2 separate regions of the Mus musculus genome follow, and region 1 is linked to region 2. A link is a contact called in public promoter capture Hi-C data. All regions are on one chromosome and are shown on one strand. Each heading gives the region's core, a stretch centred on a gene start, on an enhancer-like site or on the middle of the called end of the contact. The rest is flanking DNA. Distances are from core to core; before and after follow the strand shown. Region 1 holds the start of Eloa (elongin A). Region 2 holds the start of Hmgcl (3-hydroxy-3-methylglutaryl-Coenzyme A lyase).

The links. Capture Hi-C pulls out chosen DNA fragments and counts their contacts.
Region 1: a contact with region 2 is called in a promoter capture Hi-C map of liver. The contact joins the promoter of Eloa here to the promoter of Hmgcl in region 2. A contact is called at or near these places in 2 of 39 promoter capture datasets (erythroid cells and macrophages), 3 of 484 Hi-C or Micro-C datasets (ECoMG-derived neutrophils, forebrain and uterus), 10 of 115 datasets of contacts at active chromatin or transcription factors (the 230-238 cell line, CD8 T cells, the HPC-7 cell line and 6 more) and 3 of 9 other capture datasets (adipose tissue, liver and pancreatic islet).

The regions. Positions count from the first base shown.
Region 1 is chr4:136,020,387-136,025,789 of GRCm38.p6, reverse strand. It overlaps Eloa (elongin A), which reads left to right and starts at 4,141. Exons shown (of 11, transcript NM_013736.4): 1 at 4,141-4,239. The coding sequence starts at 4,165.
Region 2 is chr4:135,944,118-135,949,410 of GRCm38.p6, reverse strand. Hmgcl (3-hydroxy-3-methylglutaryl-Coenzyme A lyase) reads right to left here and starts at 2,963. Exons shown (of 9, transcript NM_008254.3): 1 at 2,871-2,963. The coding sequence starts at 2,930.

The DNA.
Region 1 (5,403 bases), core at 2,892-5,391, 75 kb before region 2:
CTATGTAATCTCAGGAGGCAGAGGCAGGAGGATAACTGAAAATAAGTGGTCAGTGTATGCTCCATGATGAATTTCAGGATAGCCAGGGCTACATAGGACACAGTGTCTCAAAAAACAAAACAACAACAAAACAAAAAAACAAAACAAAACAAAAAAATGTGCTAGAGAGATGGCACAGTGGTTAAGAGCACTGACTGCTCTTTCACAGGGCCTGAGTTCAATTTCCAGCAACCATGTGTGGTGGCTCACAACCATTGGTGATGGGATCTGACGCCCTCTTCTGGTATGTCTGAAGGCAGCTATAATTGTACTCATATACATAAAATAAATAAATCTTTGAAAAAAAAATCCAAACAAGCCAAAAAGAGCCAAGGTATTTGTATTAGTCAGAGTTCTCTATAGTCACAGAGCTTATGGTAATGTCTCTCTCTATTGAGGGAATTTATTGTGATGACTTACAGTCTGTAGTCCAACTACCCCAACAATGGTCAGCTCTGAATGGGAAGTCCAAGGATCTCGTAGTTGCTCAGTCCACGAGGCTAGTTGTTTTAGCTCGTCTTCTGTAGAAGTAGATTCTAAAAGATGTGCCAGCAAGTAAATGCAAGCAGGCCAAGAAGAGTGAATCTTCCTTCTTCCAATGTCCTTATGTAGGTCTCCAGCAGAAGGTTTGGTTCAGATTAAAGGTGTATTCTACCATGCCTGGATCTGGGACTTGTTTTGTCACAGGCTGACCTTAAACACAGAGATCTCCTTGCCTTAGTCTCCTGGGATTAGAGGTGTATAGTACCTTCCTTGGGCCTAAGCTTTTCATAGCTACTATGCCTCAAGATCTCCATTCCAAGATCCAGGTCAGAAACTTGTGTCTTCCAGCCTCAAGATCCAGATCACCGGTGAGCTCTCCAATTCTGGATCGTAGTTCATTCCAGATATAGTCAAGTTGAGAGCCATTACATTTCATGAACCTTTTGTGCGTGTGTTTGTTTGTTGCTGTTGTTTGTTTCATTTTGTTGAGACAGGGTCTTTCTGTGTAGCTCTGGCTGCTCTGAAACTTGCTCTGTAATCCAGACTGGCCCCTGCCACATGAGTGCTGGGATTAAAATCATCACTCAGTTTTCCATTTGGTTTTTTCCTTTACCAAATTGAAGGTCCTTCTTTTACCTTCCCAAGTCTTGGGATGCTGAGAGGGATGCCCCATCCTTAAGATTCTTCAGGACATGCTGGGAGGGAGAGATGAACGGCATAGCACAGAGCTGTGCCACCAGGAAGACACACTCAGCCAGCCTCAGTCTGCTTCTGCCAGACATTCCCTGCAAGCAGGTTGACCTGCTGAGCCATCCCTGTGACCATCAACTTAGCCATCGAGCATCTATCAGCTACAGAGCACAGAGACACTCTCTGAGCTCAAAGAATGAAAAGACAACCAAAATAAGCAAGATAAATAGCTAAAGGAAGCTTGCAGGCTACTACTGGATACAATGTATATAAATGCAGGACATTTGAAAGTACTCAGTTATTTTGTTATTCTTTGTGTAAGGAAAGGAGATGGCAGTCAGGACTTCCTACAAGCTAAGCAAACATTGTATCAGTGAGCCAAAGCTTCTATCTGTCTGTCTGTCTATCTATCTATCTATCTATCTATCTATCTATCTATCTATCTATCTATCTATCCATCTATTTGAGACAGGGTCTTTTTATGTAGTCCTGGCTGTCCTGGAACTCCTTATGTTGACTAGACTGATCTCAAACTCAGAGATCTGCCTGACTCTACCTTCTGAATGCTGGGATTAAATGCTGGTGCACCACAGCTTCAGAGTAGCTTTGAGGTGTGGGGGAAGGTGTAATCCCTAAGTATATATCCACTCGTGAAACACTGAGAGATGTAGTCAGTTTAGAAACCTGAACCTGTGAGGAGAACTGTGGCCACAGTTAAGCAAAACAAACATGTTCAACTGGAGGACTTTGTATGCTGTTTTCCAGGAGAAGAGAATTCAGTATTCCTTCTTAACTAGACAGTTTGTCTTCTTCCTTCCTCTCTCTCTTTCTTTCTTTCTTTCTTTCTTTCTTTCTTTCTTTCTTTCTTTCTTCCTTCCTTCCTTCCTTTCTTTCTTTCTTCCTTTCTTTCTTTCCGACACAGGGTTTCTCTGTATAGCCCTGGCTGTCCTGGAATTCACTCTGTAGACCAGGCTGGCCTCGAACTCAGAAATCTGCCTGCCTCTGCCTCCCGAGTGTTGGGATTACAGGCGTGCACCACCACGACAGCACTTGTCTCCTTTCTTTCTTCATTCCTTTCTTGTTTCCCTTCTTTTCTTATATTCCATTTAATGTGTGTGTGTGTGTGTGTGTGTGTGTGTGTGAGAGAGAGAGAGAGAGAGAGAGAGAGAGAGAGAGAGAGAGAGATTCATATGTGCCAGAATGCCAGGATGAGTGTGCAGAGGTCAGAGGATAGCCAATTCTCTCCTCCCACCTTTAGGATGGTCCCAAGGATAAAATTCAGCCATCAGCCAATTATCTGGTAAGCTCTTTAGCCACTGAGCCATCTCTCTGGACTCTATGTTTATAAAGTTTTATTTTTAGGGGGATGGTTTTTGGCCTGGATGTCAATTGGTTTAATCCAAGCACTCCGAGGCGGAGGCGGAGGCGGAGGCGGAGGCGGAGGCGGAGGCGGAGGCGGAGGCAGGTGGATTGTTGTGAATTGGAGGCAGGCCAAGGCTATATAGCTCAGGCTATATAACTAGTTCCAGGGTAGCCAAGGCTACCTACTGAGACAATGCCTCAACATTTATTCTTTCTTATTTAAAAGATTTATTTTTGGCATTCACCTTTAATCCCAGCACTTGGGAGGCAGAGGCAGGTGGATTTCTGAGTTCAAGGCCAGCCTGGTCTACAAAGTGAGTTCCAGGACAGCCAGGGATATACAGGTTTTTTGAGACAGGGTTTCTCTGTGTAACTCTGGTTGTCCTGGAACTCCCTCTGTAGACCAGGCTGGCCTTGAACTCAGAAATCCACCTGCCTCTGCCTCCCAAGTGCTGGGATTAAAGGCATGCATCACCACTGCCTGGCTCTTTTCTTTTCTTTTTTTCTTTTTTGGTTTTTCGAGACAGGGTTTCTCTGTATAGCCCTGGCTGTCCTGGAATTCACTTTGTAGACCAGGCTGGCCTTGAACTCAGAAATCCTCCTGCCTCTACCTCCCGAGTGCTGGGATTAAAGGCGTGCACCACCACGCCCAGCGGCTCTTTTCTGACAGAATCTCATGTAGTTCAGTTTGGTTTTTAATATATTATGACTTTTTATTCATTATGATTTAATTTATTTTTAAATGGAGCCAGGTGGTGGTGGCATACAACTTTAATCCTGGCCCTTAGGACGTAGAGGCAGGTGGATCTCTGTGAGTTTAAGGCTAGCTTCGTCTACAGAGTGAGTTCCAGGACCTCCAAGGCTACACATAGAAATCCTTTTTGAGAAAAGAAATAAAAAGAAAGAGAGAAAGAAAGAAAGGAAAGAAAGAAAGAAAAGAAAAGAATGTCACATGAACAGTCTAATAAAAGGGGCTGCTCTCTGATTTTGCAGACAAGGTGGTTAATAATGTGTTATTATTTTTATTTCTAGTGTTTCAAATTGCCTTGAAACCAGACAGCCTGGATTGCTTTCCCAAAATTACAATACCGTTAAGTTACTTTAAAATTACACGATTTCTTTTATTGCGAGGGTGTGTCACAGCTTGCAGGTGGAAGTCAGATAATTTACCTGAGTCAGTTCTTTCCTTCCACTCCAAGGGTCCCTGGAGCCGCGTCGGACCCTGATCACTGACTCCACCCACCCTTAGGCGAAAACGAGCGTATGACTGGAAAGGCGGTGCGTGAGAGTTAAAGCCAGAGTTTGGCTTGCAGAATACAGGCTTGGGGGCGTGGCTGGTTGCGTGGCTCTGGGTTGGGCGTGTCGGGGGCGTGACCTGTGCTGTATTCGACAGATCGCCGTGATATAGTGGGCGTGGTCTGGCGCGGGGGCGGGTCCTGAGGCCTTCCACACATACACACACCCCCAGCGGAGGCCCGGAAGGGACCATTCGCGCTTCCGTCTCCGCCGGGCCCTCACGGAGGGCGGAGTTGCGGCCCGAGGACGCGACGCGAGCCCAGTTCCGGCGAGGAGGCCGCGCCAGTGACAGCGATGGCGGCGGAGTCGGCGCTCCAAGTTGTGGAGAAGCTCCAGGCGCGCCTGGCTGCGAACCCGGACCCCAAGAAGGTGAGCGGCGGGCGGGCGGGCGGCGCGGGCGGGCGTTGGGCGCGGCGCGGGCCCTGTAACGGTCGCGGGCAGGGCGCAGTGGGGTTCTCCTCCGACCCGGAGCCAGGCCCCACGGAGCGGCGCGGGGCAGTGGGGAGTTCGCGGCCGGCGGGCGCACCCCGGCTGGGGGCTGAGGACTGGAGGGGCGGCCGGGCCTTGCGGCTCTCCCCGGGGTTCGGGCAGCCGCGCCAGCTGTTTCCCCGTTGCAGCCGAGCGACTCCGTCCGCTGCTTGGGGGTCCTGCGGCTCGAGGACCCCTGTGCTGTACCCTGCCCTTTAGCCGAGAAAACGGGGAACGCCTTGGGGTTTTTCGAGCTCTGCTCCTGGAGCTCGGGTCCTGGATGAGGGCGTGAGCGTGTTAACTCCGCTCTGACATACTGGAAGGTGGGACCAGGCTGTGATGAGCAACCATGTTTAATTGCACTTAACTACTTTGTTGCTCCTTTTTAGAAACTGTTACTTTTTAAATACATTGTATCCCCTCGCGGTCCCCCGGGTGTCTAGGCTTCTCTGAGCTCTACGAAGAGGGTATGGTGGGAATTAGAATCGTTTTCACTGTAGTCTCTAGCCGAAAACACCAAAGGGTGTGACATGGCTTGTCAGCATTCTAGCCTGGGCCTGAGGTTCCTAAAAGGTGAAGTGTCCAGCGAGCTGAGTGGAAGAGGAAGTGGTGGAGGGAGACAGCGAGCGGACTTACACATGCAATCTAGGTTCCTAGCCAGCACCAGCTCGGGACTTTGGAGGAGTTCTCTGCTCGACCTGTCCCTTCTCTAGTTTCTTCCTGAAATACCAGCTAGACCCAAGTGCTCTTTATAAGTGTTAATCACCATCAGAATTTCCAGTCAGGGACCCCATTCACTCTTCTTGTTCCTAGTTGGGTCACTACCTCTCAACCTCCGGGCCACTTTTTAACTACCCTCCTTTAGCTCAGAGATACACTTCTTCAGAAGCTGTTGTTATAAGTCAGCGAAAACGTAAATGTTTCAATTGTCTTGTGTTTTACTTTCTTTGGAGGCCTTGGGGACCTTTGGTCAGACATATTTACAAGTTCTTTTTACAATAACCCTTTGTGGGCATCTAATAAATGGTCATTATTTCCAAGTCCCAGATTGTCTTTCTGAACACT
Region 2 (5,293 bases), core at 1,714-4,213:
CTCTCAGATCTTCCCCTACATCCTAAAGAAACTTGCACCGGGCAGTGGTGGTGCACGCCTTTAATCCCAGCACTTGGGAGGCAGAGGCAGGCGGATTTCTTGAGTTCGAGGCCAACCTGGTCTACAGAGTGAGTTCCAGGACAGCCAGGACTACACAGAGAAACCCTGCCTCAGAAAAACAAAAAACAAACAAACACCTTGCTTAATTATTTATGTGTATGGGTATTCTGCCTGCATTTTATGACACATGTGTGCATTGTCCTTTTAAGAAAACAGCATATCCCTTAAGACTGGAGTCACCGATGGTTGTGAGCCACCAGGTAGATTGTAGGAGTCAAGACCAGGTCCTCTGGAAGAGCAGCGATCATTTTAAAGCAGGGAGCCATCACTCCAGCCCTTCCCCCACACCCAGGTAAACATACTGCAATGGGTCAAAGAGAAAGATGCCATGCATGCCAAAGTTCTCCAAGCCCGTGAAGACCTTGAGGAAATCAACTGGAGCTCGCTTGTCAGCGCACCTGAAGCGGCTTTGGGTTTTAGCTGGAACAGTTTCTGACAAGCACCTGAATTACAAGAAGTCGGCAGGGCGCTGGAGAGGTGGCTCAGCAGTGAAGAGCACTGGCTGCTCTGCCGGAGGACCTGAGTTCAATTTCCAGCAACCACATAGCAGCTCACCGTTGTCTGGAATTCCAACTCAAGGATCCAACACCCTCACACAGACAGACAGACATGCAGGCAAACACCAATACACATAAAATTAAAAATTAATAATGACATTAATAATAATAATAATAATAATAATAATACAACCCAAGAAGTCGTCAAGCTGAGTGAAAGGTCCATATAACGACGTCTCCCTCCAACAGACTGTCAGACTAAAAAGACCTAAAACGCCCAGAGGGGCGCGAGTGTCACAGGTCAGGGACTGGATCTGTGCATTGCTCTTCCCAAGGCCCTGAGACATAGCAGAGGCTCAGTGAGTACACACTGAAGCAGAGCCTGCTTCCAACTTCCTTTTCTGGAACACAGTGAACTTAGTTCCACTTCCTCCAGCACACAGCTCTAAACACAACAACCCAGCCAGGTGTGGTGGCTCGCGGCCCGAGGCCTGAGGCCCAGCGCTTGGGAGATGGAAGCAGGGGGAATCAGAAGCTCATGGCTGCTTTCAAGTTGCTACACAGCAAACTTGAGGTCAGCCTGAGATATGTGAGAAATTTTTAAAAAGCCCAGGGTCGAAGAGATGGCTCCACAGAAGATCTGAGTAGGGTTCTCAGACCCAAGTCAGATAGCTCACCTGGTGGTGCATGCCTTTAATCCCTTTAATAATCCCAGGACTTGGGAGGCAGAGGCAAGTAGATCTCTGTGAGTTCAAAGCCAGCCTGGTCTACTAATTGAGTCCAGACAGCCAAGGATGAGTAAGCCTGCCTTTAAAAACCAAACCAAACCAAAAACGGAACAACCAAACCAAACCAAATGAAATAAAAGTGCCATCTTGTGCCATAAGACTCATGAGGGATCATTTCCTCACACTAGTTTGTAAAAATTATCCCTAGCTGGGCATGGTGGTCCATGCCTGTAAGCCCAGAGTCATAGCAGGCTCTGAGTTTGAAGCTAGCCTGGTCTATGTAGTGAATACCAAAGTTATATAGAAAGAAACTTTGTCTTAGATAGATAGATAGATAGATAGATAGATATTATGACCCACCATGTTACTTAATTCTCATTCTCTCCCCCTCTCCCCCTCGGGTTTATTTCCTTAACTTTTCACGTTGATATTTGCCTTTTCATTTGATCCCTGAGCAATCATTGGAAGTGGGTAGACTAAAGATGCAGAAGTGGCTTTCTTTTTCTTTCCCATTTTTTTTGTTTTTGTTTTTTTTTTTTTTTGTTTTTTTTTTGTTTTTGTTTCTTTCGACACAGGGTTTCTCTGTGTAGTCCTGGCTGTCCTGGAACTCGCTTTGTAGACCAGGCTCCCCTCGAACTCAGAAATCCGCCTGCCTCTGCCTCCCGAGTGCTGGGATTAAAGGCGTGAGCCACCATGCCCGGCCAGAAGTGGCTTTCTGGGCTTTCTGAGAGGCACCCACGAGCTGCAAGGAAAGTAGTTTTTCCAAGTGCTAATACAATGCCTAAACTCCCCAACATAAAATCGTAACAGCGCCATCACAGAGCTGAGGGTGTAGCAGTGACGCTGGCGCTGATCGCTCCTAAGTCCAACTCTCACAAAGCACCACCACCGACTGACTGGTCACTCACTAAATCATCCTGAGACTCTGCATTTTACGTATAAGCAAGCTGAGTACACACCTCTGTCACTCAGCCTAGAAAGTGGCAGATCACCCGGACACCAGTTTGCGGTTTAGCCAGCACAGCTCTTTTTGCCCCCCCCCCCTTCCTTCAAATAACTGCGCGTGGTCAGAATGCCAGGACCAAACATGCCCAAAGGACAGTTCTGAGGGAATCCCTGTCCGGCCCACGCGATCCAAGTTCTCCCCAGGCGTCCATAAAAGCAACAAGGGCCGAGTAAGGCGGCAGACAGGGATGCTTGTGTTTCCCACACTGAACACTGTTTTCCACTAATGAAGGGCCGGAGAGATCCGAAGCTCAAATAGGGGAAGGAGTCAGGGTCACCGTAAGGGAGGTAGGACGCCCAGGATGGTGTCCCCGGTCTCCACAGTCACAGCGGGTCGATTCTCTTCCCGCCGCCTCAGTTTCCCCGTTTCTTGCAATGGATCTGAGCCAGACCGGCTGGGTCCGGAACTCTCAAATCCTCCCGGCAACAGTCCCTCGAGCGGTCCCGCTCCTCCGCCTGTCACAGCAGCTGAGGAGGCCCGCCCGATCCCATGACTGTCACCCGCCTGGGGAGCACTTACAGCCCGGAGGGACGTCAAGCCCACCAGCCTCCGCGGGAAAGCCTTCCTCACTGACGCCATCTTCACTCCGGAGGCCAACCCACTGGGCACCACGTGACCGCCGATCCCTCTGTGGGCGTGGTTAGGGCCGGAGGCGGTGCATCGCTCCTCTTGTGAGGCTCCCAGTTTGGTTCCTCCCCTCAGCCTGTCTGTTTTCTTTTCCTACTCCCCTCTAAGTAGCTCTACCCTCCAATCATGCCCACTCCATGATTTTCTGAACACGTGTCCCATGAAGAGCCATGACATTTGACAGCCCATGTGTAGATCCCGAGATTTTTTTCACCTCCACCTGCTTCCCCCACGTCTTAAATCACGCCCGGTTCCAATCCAGGGCCATTTATCTGCCTTCTGAAAGGCGTTGTGTTCCCAGGGCGTGTTGGGGTTGAAGATGACTGGGAAGCTGGTGGGCCAAGCCGATGGCTCCTTTAGTCTTAAAGGAACAGGGAAGGCAAGAAGGCCTAGGTTAGCGAAGGACTGCTATAACTGTGGGCTTCTAGGGGCTACTACTGGTGCTCGGGTGACTTGTGAAACCCTGAAGCTAGCCATTAGGAAATCATTGTGTCCCTGTGTATACACTGTCTTACTTCCTTCTTGTCTTCCCGTCCTCAGCCTCAGTGGGGAAGTCTTCAAATGACTAAACATGCGTGTGCATCATGCAGAATGGCGCAGATCCCGCCCCAAAGGTTAAGGTCACAAAGTAGAATATAAAGGTTCACTGTGGAGCTGGTGAGATGGCTCAGCGGGTAAGAGCACTGACTGCTTTCCCGAAGGTCCCGAGTTCAAATGGTGGCTCACAACCACCTGTAGTGAGATCTGGCCCTCTTCTGGTATGTCTGAAGACAGCGACCATGTACTTATTAAATAAATCTTTGGGCCTGAGTGAGTGGTGGCCGACTAGAGCGAGCAGATGTCCTAAAATTAAATTTCCAACAACCACATGAAGGCTCACAACCATATGTACAGCTATAGTGTACTCATATACTCCATGTAGACCAGGCTGACCTAAACTCAGAGATCTGCCTGCCTCTACTTCTGCCTACTAAGTGCTGGAGTTAAAGATATGTGCCACGATGGCCACCAAAGTTTTAAATTATTACTAGTGTATTTACTTCATGTGCATGGCTGTTTTGCCTACATGTAAGTCTATGTAGAACACCTGTGAGGCCATAAGAGTGAAGCAAGAAAAACATCTTTGCTAAATCCTGACCTGACCTTGGGCTGACATTGAGGTCAGCTTGACCCTCAGGCACTTACAGGAATTTTTGCTAACCTGCTCTGGCCTGCTTTTGTAACCACAAGGCTTTCTGCTCCCATCAAGCAAAAACAAACCTGTCTCCACCTCTACTTTGTTTTTTTTTTAATATTTACTTATTTTATGTATATGAGTACAGTGTAGCTGTACAGATGGTTGTGAGCCTTCATGTGGTTGTTGGGAATTGAATTTAGGACCTCTGCTTTCTCCGGCCCACCCCACTCACTCCTGCCCAGAAGAGGCCGTCAGATCTCATTACGGGTGGTTGTGAGTCACTGTGTGGTTGCTGGGATTTGAACTCCGGACCTTCAGACTCTTACTTGCTGAGCCATCTCACCAGCCCTGTTTTTTGGTTTTTGTTTTGTTTTTGTTTTTCCGAGACAGGGTTTCTCTATGTATCTCTAGCTGTCTTGGAATTCACTCTGTAGATCAGGCTGGTTTCAAACTCAGAGATCCACCTGCCTCTGCCTCCCAAATGCTAGGGTTAAAAGTATGCGCCACCACCACCTGGCTCCCTTTTTTTTTTTTTTTTTTTCCCCAGACAGGGTTTCTCTGTATAGCCCTGGCTGTCCTGGAACTCACTCTGTAGACCAGGCTGGCCTCAAACTCAGAAACCCACCTGCCTCCTTATTCTTACTAAAAGTTCATATCCTGTCATGCTTGCTAACAGCCATCACAGCTACATCAATGAGAAGTACCAAAGTTGTGCCTTTCCCCTTTATAAGCCCCCTGCTCAGAGTGTAAGCATGCAATATCAGCACTTAGGAGCTAAATGCAGGAAGATTAGGAGTTCAAGGCTAGCCTCAGCTACATGGTAAATTTGAGGACAGCCTGAGCTACATGGGACTCTTGTTTTAATTGTGCACTGTAGCTGTATTCAGAGACACCAGAAGAAGGCATCAGATCCCATTACAGATGGTTATGAGCCACCATGTGGTTGCTGGGAATTGAACTCAGGACCTCTGGAAGAACAGACAATGCTCTTAACTGCTGAGCCATCTCTTCAGCCCGGTGGCACGTATCTTTAATCCTAGCACTTTGGAGGCAGAAGTAGAAGGATCTCTGTGAGTTCTAGGCCAGCCAGGACTACAAAGAAAGACCCTGTCTCCAAACAAACAAACAAACAAACACA